3 separate regions of the Gossypium hirsutum genome follow, and regions 2 and 3 are each linked to region 1. Evidence: chromatin contacts called from public Hi-C data. All regions are on one chromosome and are shown on one strand. Each heading gives the region's core, a stretch centred on a gene start, on an enhancer-like site or on the middle of the called end of the contact. The rest is flanking DNA. Distances are from core to core; before and after follow the strand shown.

What was found. A called contact is a pair of places that touch in the nucleus more often than the background predicts.
Region 2: a contact with region 1 is called in a Hi-C map of leaf, with 2.1 times the contacts expected there. The contact joins the promoter of LOC107913782 here to the promoter of LOC107913672 in region 1. A contact is called at or near these places in 2 of 34 Hi-C or Micro-C datasets (leaf and petal).
Region 3: a Hi-C map of leaf shows a contact between it and region 1, with 2.3 times the contacts expected there. The contact joins the promoter of LOC107913831 here to the promoter of LOC107913672 in region 1. A contact is called at or near these places in 2 of 34 Hi-C or Micro-C datasets (leaf and seedling).

What each region holds. Positions count from the first base shown.
Region 1 is chrD08:12,846,238-12,851,066 of Gossypium_hirsutum_v2.1, reverse strand. LOC107913672 (60S ribosomal protein L22-2) reads right to left here and starts at 3,053. Exons shown (of 3, transcript XM_016842327.2): 1 at 2,828-3,053; 2 at 2,487-2,731; 3 at 1,613-1,964. The coding sequence starts at 2,716. The coding sequence ends at 1,820. LOC121220526 (small nucleolar RNA SNORD14) reads right to left here and starts at 2,354; the gene lies at 2,231-2,354.
Region 2 is chrD08:13,030,501-13,035,077 of Gossypium_hirsutum_v2.1, reverse strand. LOC107913782 reads left to right here and starts at 3,221. Exons shown (of 1, transcript XM_016842416.2): 1 at 3,221-4,577. The coding sequence starts at 4,059.
Region 3 is chrD08:13,073,652-13,078,654 of Gossypium_hirsutum_v2.1, reverse strand. LOC107913831 (60S ribosomal protein L18-2) reads right to left here and starts at 3,186. Exons shown (of 5, transcript XM_016842480.2): 1 at 2,982-3,186; 2 at 2,800-2,889; 3 at 2,577-2,705; 4 at 2,291-2,473; 5 at 1,154-1,540. The coding sequence starts at 2,984. The coding sequence ends at 1,382. It overlaps LOC107913820 (epoxide hydrolase A), which reads left to right. Exons shown (of 3, transcript XM_016842469.2): 2 at 364-602; 3 at 736-1,142. The coding sequence ends at 982.

The DNA.
Region 1 (4,829 bases), core at 1,804-4,303:
GTATTAAAATTTTAAATTATTTATTAAATTGATCTTTCATTGTTTTCACCCTTAAGTTACACTCATATTTATTTGAATTTATTTTCTAATGCCATTTATTAACTTTCTTGTCACCAGAAAAAGGAAATGCATATATTGACAACTAATAAAAAAGTATGGCATTAGTAATGTTAGGTTATTTGATTAGATTAATGACTTAATCATTATTGAATTCATTTATTTATAGGAGTTTTAATTGAATTTTATTTTATATATTTAGGAATATGACTGGTTTTGCAAAATTGGTAAATCTAGAATCCAAACTAAAATATCCATGTATATCAATTCCTTTAAAATACCATTCTATAAAGTAGAATAAAAAAATCTAAAATTAAAATGACACAGAATTGGACATATGACATGCAGAGAACCCTTATAATGATAAATCCTTAAGAGGATTGTTTTTACTGTATTATATAGATGTTTATTTTATAATTAATAATGATTATTGAAATCCTTTATTTTTATTTTTTAAATGAATCTTCATTATAGTAGAGCAACAAGGTCATGTGGTAAAACCAGTCGACTGGGCATAATCTTATTTTTGTGTTTTTTGCAACCCAATCGGCTAGCCTTGTTACAAGAACCACAATACATACAAACAACCAACCAGATCGTCAATAACAACCGAGAATTCCTAGCGGCTTTTTTCCTTTCCCAGAAATATTAATATTTCTCAGCAAGCGAAGCTCCCAATCCAACTGCTAGAGACTCCGCGACAGGTGGATATGAAGCACATTTTCTCTTGCCTTCCCTCTGCTGTCGGGGAGCCAGAGCGTTCTCAACATAGTTAGCCATCAATTCCGAGTATCCGTCACTCCAAACCTGAGTCAATTTTTTATAGTGCCTTAAAAAATGCTGGTGTTCTTGCTGTTCCATATAAATCAGCAGGAATTTCATACATTCAACCTCTTCCCCACATCTATGACCTCGAAACAAGTTTTCCATTTGGAGCAATGGCATGGTTACATGCTCGCCAAAGGGAATTCTCTTGAAATCCTTTATCAAGCAACGAGAATTGGGAATTGACATTTATCTTTATATTGGCAAAAGTATAATTTATTATTTTAAGCTTAATTATTATCCTAATTCCGGTCAAGTCTAAGGTAAGTTATATTCAGAACACAAATAAGCACATACTACAATTACATTCTTGTAAAGAGAAGGAACTGGAAAAAAAATCACCATTTCAACCACAATTGATACTACTTACATCACTGGCACTGATTAATGATTAGCTGCCTGGCAATCATTTCACTGAACAACACATACATACACCCAATTCTCTGTCATGCACAAGTTACCGTAGAATGTATCATTGGCAACTCATCCATGAATTGCTTTGAATTTGCATGCACATCATGGATAAAATTATCCACAATATAGATACACACAACATAATCATTCAATTTGGTTACATATTCCAAGGCTTTAATCTTGCCACCAATTACCATGCATAATCATCCATGAATGGATTGCATATGCAAGTATATCACCACTGAGAATACTTGATAGAAAATGGCACTGACAGCCATGAGCATCAGTGAATTGAGAGCTCTAAACAATCAACTCATGAAAAGAAATGTGCATACTTCTTTTATAGAATCTAATATATTAATACATAAACAAAAAAATTAACTATCAGCAACCAAAACTTCATTGAAAATAAAGCCAAGGGTCAAAAAGCAAACCCAAACAAGTCCAACGATTTGACACAAACAAGTTTCCTCAGAACTAATAAACCAGATAGGTAACAGAGAAAAGTAACTGAACTGATTGCTCATTCTTCCTCTTCCCCTTCATTCTCAGCAATATTGAAGTAGCGGAGTTCATAAACATTACGGTCCTTGTTGGAAGCAATCACCCGAAGCCAATCCCGGACATTGTGCTTCTTCAAGTACTTCTTAGTCAAGTATTTAAGGTACCTAAAAACCAAGCAACCGTCAGCCAAAACTCAAATTAAAAGATGGTTCTTTCCCCTTTAAAACAAAGAATCAAATACCACAGAAAAAAGTGTACACAATCAAGGAAGAAACAATGCAAAAGAATTGTCATCATTGGTCATAAACCAAAACGCTTTATCTGTCTTTATCTAATAAAAGAAGTCATATCTTTAAAAGGATTCAATTAAAATTATAAAGCAAACAAATGGCTTCCCCTACAAAGTAAAGACGAGAGTATCAACTAGCAAGGCCTCAGACATCCAAGGACGGATTAAAGCAGCAGAAGCTCTCAAGCCCGGCGAAGGCGAAAGCTCTCAGGCGGCCACTGCGAATGTTTTGAGAAACAAGCCTTAAAACTTGTCATCATCGACCTCAACTTAACCCTAAATCTAAAAGATTTCTGCCATTTTTGGTTGCTTAAGATTCAAACAAACTTTAAGATCTATACATACAAGTGGTTCAAATAATACAACTAAAAGATCAAAAGAGAAATGGAGAAAGTACCGCTTAGAGAAGTTGGAGTCAGAGGTAACCGTGATACGGGTCTTGTCGCGGGTGACAGTGACGGAGTCACCTAGAGCACCAGCTTTGCCACCAACCTTGATCCTTTCCTGAAGGAACTTCTCCAAAGAAGCGATGTCCATGATCTTATCCTCAACCGGCTTCGCACAGTCGATGGTGAAGGAGGCTCCCTTCTTCTTTCCCTTAGCTCCAGCTGCTGCACCACGACTCATCCTCACACCAACTCACTGCGTTTTCACTTGGTCAAATCAATTAAAAAGAAAAACAAGAGAAAGACTAAGACTAACAGCAGTGATAGAGGGAGAGCGAGAGAGAGAGAGTACCTTAGCTCTGTATCTTCGGTATTGAAGACGGCGATGTCACAAATGCTTGGTGCAGAGGGTAAAGAATATATGGTTCCACACTAGGGTTTTTCAGTTTTGGAGTGTTAGAGTTGGGCTTTTTAGCTTGTCTAAGGTTTGGGCCTTTCTCTGCTTAAATGAAAAAACGGATACTGTTGCGATCATCTATTGTAAAGTCAATTCTTATGGCCCAAATTATTTAGTGAATGAACCTGGATTTTAAATTGTTTAATTAATTCAGACCCGAGAGATAATAGTAAAGTTGATATCAGTTTGGTACGGTCGAGTTTTTTTATATTTTCTGAAATTCGGTTCGTCTTGATTCAGTTTTTTATTTTTTCACATTAATTTTTTTGTTTTGAATTTTTAAACTTATTTTGACAAAATAAACTTTGTTTTATGACTTTTGAATATTATTCAACAAAATTTTAAATTATTTTCACTATTTTAAATAAAAATATTTATTTTTATATAATAAAAATTAAAATTATTTTATATTAAATAAAAAATAGAATTCGGTTCGATTTCTGTAACGACTCGAAATTCAATGGTGACGGAAAATGTGATTTCAAAACCTAATTTTCGTAAACCGCATCCGTAAATATTAAATAAAAATATTTACGGGGTTATTATAAAAATATATTGAAGTTTGATTGAGTAATTTAACCGAAAAAGTGGTTAATTAAGACTCGAGGACTAAATTATAAAAATTCAATTGTTATTAAATTTTAATTAACACAAGATTTGAGGACCTAAATAGAAATTAAACAAAGATCCAAAATGATAATTAAACTATTTTTAAATTAGTGATAGTGGATGATGATGTGAGAAACCATTAACCTTAATTAGAAGTTAAAGTTGATTATATTTAATTAATTAATTTTAATCAACTATATAAGTTAAAACAAGAGGAGAAAATAGTACCATCTCCTTCATTTCATTTATCTACCGTCCAAATAAGAAAGAAAAACCAAACGAAAGCTTTCAAAATTGTAGGTATTCGGCCATTAATTTGGTAAGTGAAATCAATCCATTTTCTTGCAATTTTTATAGGCTTGTGATCATGGAAGCTTGATTTAACTAGCTCATGTACCAATTTGATAAACTGATAAAGTTTTGGAAAGCTTTCATTGTTGATTAATTGATGAATTAGGTTTGAAATTGATAGATTTTAAGCTTAGATTATAAAAAGAACTAAATTGTAAAGTTAATTTAGCTTGTTTGTTAAGTTTGTTATATTGGGAACCAAATTGAATAAATGTAAAACCTATCATGAAATTATGTTAGAAATAGAATATATAAGGTCCCTAATGAAAATATACGAATTCAGATTTTAATTTAAAGCTAGGAATCAAAGTTATGTTTATCCCGAGTTCATGGACTAAATTAAATAAAATTAAAAATATGTGGGCTTTGTATTTGGATGTGGATTGAATGAAATCTGCTGTTTCTTTATTTATTTAATTATTGAATTATCGAATATAGCGACAAACGACGTCAGGCCATTAAGAGGGAAAGGAAAAACGAGAGACGTTGTCGAGTGATGTAAGATATCAGTTTCTGATTTTATGATTCGAGATGAATTTGTTTCTTTGCATATTCACGTCATATTGCATTTTTGAATATCAAAGTGAGTTAGTAATGATCGTATGAATTGAATTGCTATGATAGATATTGATTGCCAAATAGTGGACTGAATTGAATGAAATAAAAATTATTATGATTTATTGGGAGTATGATATATAATATGAGAATGAATTGAACATGTATGTGATATGATGAATTGTGGGTTGATGATATTTTGATATGTGATTCTGAAATTTAATGTGAAATTATATGTATATGAATTGGACTAAATTGAAATAAAATGAGATAAATGAATGTCATGCGATAAAATAGTGTACAAGGTACGAAAATGCAAATGTGGCAATACACAGGGTATGACAGGTAAATAAGAATGATTATAGGTATGATAATGAATTTA
Region 2 (4,577 bases), core at 1,972-4,471, 180 kb before region 1:
AAAAATATTTAAAATTTGTATTTCATATATCAAAATATTAATAGTGAATAATAATAAATTATTTGTTATATTTTTTATTGCAATATTAACGATTTTGAATATTATTTAAATGATTTTTTACTTTACTATATCATATTTAAAATAGATATTTTATTTCTCAAAAATATTTTTTAATAATAATATTAAATATTTAAATCTTAAAATAAACTTTTAAAAAGTACTTATAAAAAATAATGCTAAACTACCCTTTAATCAAGTTTGTCTCCAAGTTTCTACCCCTCATCTCCTATAATCTTCTCATAACATTTTTTAATATTAGAACACACAAAAAGTTAAGTTTTTGTTTTTTTTTCTTAAAAATAAGGATAATAAATCATCTAATAAATTTTCCAGATAAATATTTTTATTGCATTGGACTAATATAATTATAGCTAGTAAATCTGAAAATAATTATAATCATATCTATACTTCAATTTCGTGCGATAAATCAAATCACACGAATTAGTATTTGGTATATTAACAATTTTTTTATTCCACAAATAATCTTAAAAAATTATCATGTGTTTTTTTTCTAAATATTTATTATTTTTAATATTTTATTATACTTTTATAATATACTTGTCAAAACCCCTTATCCCTACTGAAGCCTAAAAATCTTCACTAACACTATATCAAATATTATATATATAGTCCGCTATTTAATTGATCTTTTCTCTCTCTTAAAAGACAATCACTCCTTAAAAAAAATCTCCCCTTCCAAAAATCACATTTATCTTAAAATTTTGTTAATTCTTTTAGGCTTAAAAAAGGTTAATAATAAGTCATCTCTATTTTTAAAATTACTATTATCTTAAAAATATTATTTTTTAAATTTCACTCTCATAATTATGACATAATCTAGTACGGTATAATTTTGAATATTTATATTTACTTTTGAAAATTTTAACAAAATTATTAAGACGGCCTTATTTCTTTTAAGTAAACTTAATATTAAAAAAAAAAACAAATCGACCAAAATTAACGACTAACGAGGAGGAACACTAAGACCCAATCTAATAGGCTCACCCCATATCTTATTATCCAACATCCCTATTAGACAAAATAGGAACATTACTATCATTCAAAACATCTAAAAATGAAGACGATAAAGTAGACTGTTTAGTGTAATTGGCATGCAATAAGGCTACTTGAGAAAGCGAATGAGTTGTCTTATTAGCTGACTGACGTACCCAATTAAAGGATAAGTGCTAAAACGAATTACTTAGCATTAAACAATCTGAAATAAAACAGTCGAACTTTGAGTCATCAACAATGGATCGATCCAACGCATGCACCACTAACGCACAATCTGACCCAACGATGATGTGATTGTAATGATTAGATTTCAGCCACAGCAAGGCCTCCCGGATGGTGAAGGCCTCAGCTAACTGAGGCCTAAATGTCACCCTCTCAAATGTCGATAACCCTTTTTATCTAAACACTACGATTGTCTCAAAGAACTTATCCAACCTCAACAGTTGATTCATCTACAAAAAAAACGGCATCAACATTACATTTAAACAGCCCGAAGGAGGTGGTTTCCACCTTGTAGCCTCTGACAATCCCTCTCTCATCCCGACGTCACCCCCATCCTCCATCCCGAGGCAGTTAGGACTCAACTGTTGAATAATCAGCATTTTGTAAGTATCCGCTCTTGAATGAAACAATTGACGTTACAAAGGACCCGAGATGGTGGAAGCTCATGATGTTGCTATAAAGATAAGTTCCTATTCGACCAGATTTGCCACAACAACACAAGCCTTTGTCTCTGAACCTCATTGTTCGACATAGAGAGCAATCCCGACAAGAAATTCGACCAAGTAACCCCATCTATAGGTACCATTGTTGTAGTCCAAACAGCTTGTGCCTTACAACAGTGCAACAATGCATGCTCAATGTGCTCTTTCCTATCACCCTTCCTACAAATTTGCGTAACGGTAATACCCTTTCAAGAAGCCAACTTTTTAACCAGAAGAAAAGAATGTTAACAGTGGCAAAGAAACTCATTCACATGTGGAAGGATACGCAAATGCCATATCTATTGCCCCAGCCTATCCTAAATTAAAACATTCATGTTTGAATACAAGTTCATTGCTAATATATTACCCGACTTTACACTATATTGTCCATTAAGAGCAAAGAGCCATATAAGTTTATCTAGGTGATGATGATTGAGACTAACTAGGATCTATTATATCTGTTCACAATCACTTCACGAAAACACACATTCAATCAATGGTCTATTCCAAGAACACCCATCCACATTAAGCAAATCAAAAACTCAAATATCTTCTATACCAAGTAATAGAAGCGGATCAACATAAAAATATCATCATTAATAAGCCTCGAATCATGATAAACTCCAATATCACACCCATTACCAACTTTCCATTGAATTCCGTTATGTACAAGATGATGTGTAACCATTAAACTTTTTCGAATAAAAGATTAATTGGTAACGTCATCAGTTTCAAAAAGACTACAGCTTGAAAAATATTTAGCCTTAAGGAAACGACTAACTAAACTATTTGGATTTGAAACCAATCTCACAACTTGCTTTCCTAGTAACGCCAAGGTTAAACCATGAAAGTCTATAAATCCCATGCCACCCCACTTCATAGGGACGCATAAATGATCCGACGTCGCCCAGTGAACTCCTTTACGACAATTCCAACTAGAACCCCACCAGAACAAGTTCAACATTCTATGCAACTTAGCACATGAAGGCATAGGCAACAAAAACATACTCATGTTATACACGGGAACACATTGAGCAACATTCTTTATCAAGACCTTTTTACCTACCCAAGACAATAGCTTATTCTACCAATGAAAAATGCATTTACTAAGACGCTCCTTGATCAAAGCAAAGACTTGCCGCTTGTTATGACCCACCAACGAAAGAAGCTCGAGATAACGCCCATGATCAATAGGGCTATTAATGCCCAACATAGATTTAACCAAATCCTGAATGGTGCCACTAGTGTTTGAACTAAACATGATTCCTGACTTCACAAAGTTAATTGCTAGCCCCGACGTCGCCTCATAGAGTATCTCCTCAGCACTGTACATTTAGAATCAGTGGCCCGGAAGAACAAAAAATTGTCATTTGCAAAAAAAAAAGGTGAGAAATATTGAGACCTCGTCTACAACTAGTATATCATGCAATTCACCTCGTGATTTCGAAGATGGTGTTATTTTTCTCTCTAATAATTGATAAATAAATAAAATCTAAATCGACGAAATATAAATTATTTTGAAAAAAATGTTTTTAAGGGTTAATTCTATAAAAAGTTTTCAAACTATCATCCAAATTTTAAATGAATTCTTAAACTTTAAAATATTATAATTGAATCCTTAAAATATCAAGATTGTATCAATTAAATCTAAGTCTAATTATTAATTTATGTATTAAATGCTACAATGAAGCACATTTAAAACACAAATTAATTTCTGCTCATCTTATAAACAATTTGAATCCAAAATATGAAAAAAGGTGTATCATTAAAATTTAAAAGGATTTATTTTATTTTATTTCTCAAGATATCTACTAAAGCGAACCCAATAATTAGTCCTTCGTATTTTGTAAACCCGTTAAGGGGTAGATGCTAAAAATATTTGTTTTAACACATTAAATTATATAGTAATACATGTATTTAAAATTTAATCAATGTATTTTAAATGTAAAGTGGACTTAAAAATTTTGATTAATATAATATTGATTATTAAATGATTAATATAATTTAGCCAGTTAACCCTGTTAAGCGTACACAACAAAAATATAATAGCTTAGTCACCGCTTTAGATATCTGCGTCCCGATTTGTCTCATTTCCAGTTAACAACGTGCTCCACGACAGCCAAATACTATGTGGCTCTTTCCTCCCTTAAAGTCAATCATTACTCATCACTCATTAACCAAAGCGGCCAACCCCCCCCGACACGCACTCGGTAACAAGGCATCTCCTTTCCCCTCTTCTTCCTCCACTGTCCTCTTTCGCTGCCTAACCTAAACAAAGCAATGGCTTTCCTTCCGCCCATCACCACTTTCGCAGCCGCCCTCCTCCTCTTCCTCCACACCCCACTCGCCACGTCATCCCCCCTCAACCTTACTGGCGACTCCCTTTCACCCTACGAAGTCCTCCAAGGCTACAACTTCCCCGTTGGGCTTCTCCCACAAGGCGTCTTAAAGTACGATTTAGATGAATCCACCGGTCGGTTCCATGCCTACTTAGAGGGTTCGTGTAGCTTCTCACTGGAAGGGTCTTATCAACTCAAATACAAATCCACGATCAGCGGGATCATCTCCAACAACAGGCTCAAAAACCTGAGTGGAATCAGTGTCAAGGTCCTGTTTTTATGGCTCAACATCGTGGAGGTTGTTAGAGATGAAGATGAGCTGGAATTTTCGGTGGGGATTGCATCTGCTAGCTTTCCTATTGACAATTTTTACGAGTGCCCACAGTGCGGCTGCGGATTGGAGTGCGTTGATAGTAAGGGGCAAGTAAGCAAACTTAGAAATAAGTCTTCTTTTTCTTCA
Region 3 (5,003 bases), core at 1,937-4,436, 230 kb before region 1:
AATATGATAGTTGGGTCTTTGTCTTAGCCTAAGCTTTTGGGAGCATTGATAACAAATTCTAGTGTCTTGTTATCTCATCTACTAATATATAAATAGACAAACTTCTGCCTTCTCCTATCCCTTTTCTGAGCTTTTATGATGAACAATTATTTCCCACAAATGGTTGGTGTGATTAATGAATGTAGCTATAGACTATACCGAACTCTGTTTGATCCAAAAATAAGATGATAGTGAAAGGAAGTTTGCATGATTGAGACCACCTTTAGTATACAATTTTTTCTTGTTACAGCAAATGGAATTGCTGTCATCTTCTTCCCCTTTCCTAACCTTCTATTCAATATGATTTTCATAAATATGCTGTAGGTACCAGGGGAGGCTGAAGCACATTTCGCGCAGATGGATACTGCCAAAGTTATGAAGAAATTTCTTACAACTCGAGATCCAAATCCTCCTTGTATACCTAAAGAAACCGGGTTGAAAGCATTACCTGATCCTCCAGCCTTACCCTCTTGGCTGTCCGAAGATGAAATCAATTACTTTGCCACCAAATTTAATCAGAAGGGATTCACTGGAGGACTCAACTATTATCGAGCTATGAATCTGTACGTGCAGGCTGTGATTGTTCAACTCTCATTTCCATTTCATTTTTCTGCCTAATTAAGTTCCACTTCTTTGTTTTTTCAATAATCTATCATTGAAGGTAGCCAAGATGATCTGATATGTTCTTGTTTGCAGAAACTGGGAACTGATGGCATCATGGACTGGATTACAAATCCAAGTACCGGTTAAGTTCATCGTGGGCGACCTGGACATTACCTACCACATCCCTGGTGTTAAGGAATACTTACAAAATGGTGGGTTCAAGAAAAATGTGCCTTTTTTGCAGGAACTAGTTGTCATGGAAGGAGTAGCCCATTTTATCAACCAAGAAAAACCTCAGGAGATTAGCATGCACATTTATGACTTCATTAAGAAATTCTAGGTTCTTGCCCTTCTCTTGTTTTCAACTCTTCCCTTGAAGCTTGTGACCCAATAATAAGGCCAGTTTTATACCATTGCAAGGCCATTTGCTTGGCTCTATTTAATGCTTTCCCTGTTTTATTTGAACTACTGGAATTAATATTTTTGCAGTGCTTTGTGTACGGTTATCAGCTTATGGAACTCAATGCTGTTCTGATTTATATATAAGAAATACAGACATCCAACAACGTTCTTCAATCACTCTAAAATCCTTTTCATTAAACAAATTATAAAAGATTCCAAATTACAATCATGGAAAAGAAAAAGAACAGGAAAGGTGGAAAGCACAAAAAGCAAAACTGAGCATTCCCATTATCATGATAGGTTGATAAGTTTTTTTTTTTCCAGGGCAATTGGAATCTCAAACCCTGAAGCCTTTGCTGTTCCTTCTTCCTCTAGCCCTCTCAAATTTCCTTCCTTTTGACCGCACATAGGGCTTGGTGTGGCTGTGTGGCACACCAGGAGCAGGTCCGAAGTGCTTCACAGCCTCACGAGCATTCTTTGGACCTCGGAGGAGAACCTGCATATTTTCAACGTAGAATTTAAGTCAATTTCACCATTGCAGTATGTAGATCAGTAATTGATAGCAATTCTTTTTGTCAAAACTGCAAATGAAACTTGTAGATCAGTAATTGATAGCAATTCTTTTTGTCAAAACTTCAAATGAAACTTGTTAAATCAATAGAGAAACAGGGAAATGATATGAAAGACATAATTCAAAGAGTATAATCTTTTGAAATGAAAGTAATTCACAAAGGTGGATTGCACAAAATAAGATATAATTTACTTTGTTAAGGCGAACCCACACCTGCACTTTAGAACTGCCATAATCATAGAGTGAAATACTCAATTGACCACTGCAGGAAGACAGAAGGAGAAACACTTTTATCTATACAACACAGAAGCCAAAAACTCAAAACATAGGATAGCTTTGGATGGGCGATTGAGTGCGGTGCGGTGCGTTTAGCTTACTTTTTGTCTCACGCTACAGTATCGCTACAGTATCTAATCTCACCGCTACCGCTATTTTTATACTAACCCACCCTTAATATGATTTCATCTATTAGAACTTCGCCCATTCATACAATTCAAACCAAGTTTTGTCATCAATCCTTCCTACCAAAAAATGAATAATATATGACATTCCAAAGCTAGCAAAAACAAGTCAGCAATTCCAACCAACAACCAGATAATTTCAGTTTCGAAATGACAAGTAAACAACTGCAGAATCCAGGCAACTGAAGTAAAAGATTTGTATGATAAAGCATACCGTGTTCTGTCCAAGAGGTGCTCGAAGAGCAAGTTGGTCAAATGTTAAACATTCCCCACCAGCCTTGTCAATTCTCGCCCTCGCTGTCTCAGTGAACCTTAGTGCAGTAACCTTCAGAGCGGGAACTTCATATACACGAATGTCATCGGTGACAGTTCCAACTACCACTGCAATCTTATCCTCCTACTCGATCAAACCAATAATAAGATCAATCACTCATCACACAATAATTTAAATAAAAAATTGGAAAAACCTTAGAAACAAATTCAAAAGAAAAATGAGTTACCTTGCCCTTCATGAATTCAATCAATCTGGATAGAGAGAGAGGAGGCTTGTTCACTTTGCTCATAAAAAGACGCTTCAAAATCACAGCATTGAATTTGCTGCCAGTCCTTCTTACCAGAAATCGGTAAAGCTGGTAATGGATGCAAACACATTTAAAAACATTCAAATTTCCTTCATTAAACCAAAAAAAAAGCACAATGAAATGACTGGAACAGAGCAGGAACCTTGACGATGAGTTTGAGGTAGATATCATCGGACTTGGGAGCAGTTCTCTTCGTCTTCTTGCTCTTGCCACCGGCGACCAAGTCGATACCCTGAAATTGCAATGAAAAGAGAAAGGTTCAAAAAAATATTAGAAAAATAAAGAAATGGCTTTGAGTGAGGGTTTGGGAGAGGAAAGAGATACCATGGCCGGTGAAGCTGATACGAGGGGGAAGGCAGTGCCGAGCGAGGGAAAATGGCCTTAATAGCAACTTAGTATGAGAGACCTAGGGTTTTAGAAATCATTCCTATTGAGATCCATTAATTCCAATGTCACCAGATTCTTTAATCCATTGATTTGATGAGTCCGGCTGCAGTTCTGACCTTATTGGGGCCAGAAACGGATGAAGAAATTTGAATTTGAAGTTCAAAAGCCCATGTTAAGTTCTCTAGCCCAAAGCATTGTTTGGCTAATATATACTATACCGCTTGCTTATTAATTGAATGGATCTGTCACTTAGGAAAAGATTCTGTGTAGAGTTTGCTTTGAGGAACAAATTAGTGTAGTCCAGCTTCTTTGTAAGCGTCATGTTCTCTGCAGGTATTTGCATCTACCCTTGTAATATTGTGTTATGTGCCTTAGCGTAGGATGTAGTCATATGTCTAGACGAGAAAGAGTTATTGCTTCGACCTATGATTACTCAAAAGGTAAATCCGTCCTTGACTAAACCCCCTCCTAAAATAACGCTTGTGGTAAAAATAAATTGCTTACTCTTTATTTCATATTGGCAGCCTTTTTATAAGATGTTAATAACAAAGGAAAGAGTCGAAATAAAATTCCTAATTTAGAGTTTATAAGGGAAATAAAAAAAACCCTAATATAATAGAGAGAATAAGTAAAACTAAAAATCTTAATAATCTGATATAATAATGAAATTAAATAAATCTAAAACTCTAATTTTTGTCGTTCCTTTTTTCTATTCCTTCTTTGATATTATTTCCCAATAAAAACATCTATATCATTACTCCCCCTATCGGAATTGAGCTTGTCCTCAAGCTCAAATTCAGGATAAGCTTCATGAAAACAATCAAATGGTTCTCAGGTGGTATCTTCTTGAGGACAACCTGCCCATTGCACTAATAGTTCCCGTCGACCTCGATTTAGCCTGCTACGACTAATAACTTGTGGAATAGGCAAGGCCTTGCCATCATACACTAAGGGCAAGTCTCCCACTACATCTGGTTGAGGTCCCTTGTATTCTTTAAGGAAAGAAACATGGAATACATCATGTATTTTGTTACCTGTAGGTAATTCAAATTGATAGGCCACTATTGCTATTTTGTTCAAGACCTTCAAAGGACCAAAATACTCTGGCAGCAGCTTGTGATGCTTCTGTTTAGTTATCGTGAATTACCGATATTGCTGAAGTCGTAACCAAACTCAATCTCCGACTTCAAAGTTCAACTCTCAGTGCCCCAAATCATAAGTGTTCTTTATTCGTTGTTGAGCTTGCAATAGTCTATTCCAAGCATTTTTGTGAAAGTGCATCCTTATCTTGTAGGGTCTTATCCACAACTTCAATCTTTGTAGAACCAACTAAATAAGAGAGAAGTCGAGGTGGATCCCCACCGTATACTAATTGGAAAGGGGTGGCCCTTATGGTACTGTGATAAGAGGTGTTGTAGCAATACTCAGCCCATGGAACCCAATTGACTTACTATCCTAGACGATCATTAGAGAGGCATTGCAGGTACATTTCTATTGTTCGATTAACTACCTCTAACTGGCCATTAGATTAAGGATGGCATGCTGAAGAAAAAGCGAGCTTAGAACCACTCTGACGAAATAATTCCTTCTAAAACAAGCTGAGGAAAACTTTATCACGATCCAAAACTATGGATTCCAACAAGCCATAAAGTCGGAATACCTTTGCGAAGAAGACAGTAGCAACAGATATAATAGTAAACGGATGGGCCAAGGGTAAAAAATGAGCATATTTTGATAGTCTATCCACAACCACCATAAGTACTGATTTCCCTTTTAACTTTTTCTAGACCTTCTACAATCTATAGAGATATCAACCCAAATTTGTTGAGGAATTGGAAGAAGCTGAAGTAAACCTGCGTGTTGTAAATTTTCCCATTTGTGGCATTGGCATAATAAACAATTTTGTAAAAATTCTGAGGTTACAAGCTTCATTCCTTTCCAAAAAAAAATCTTGACGAA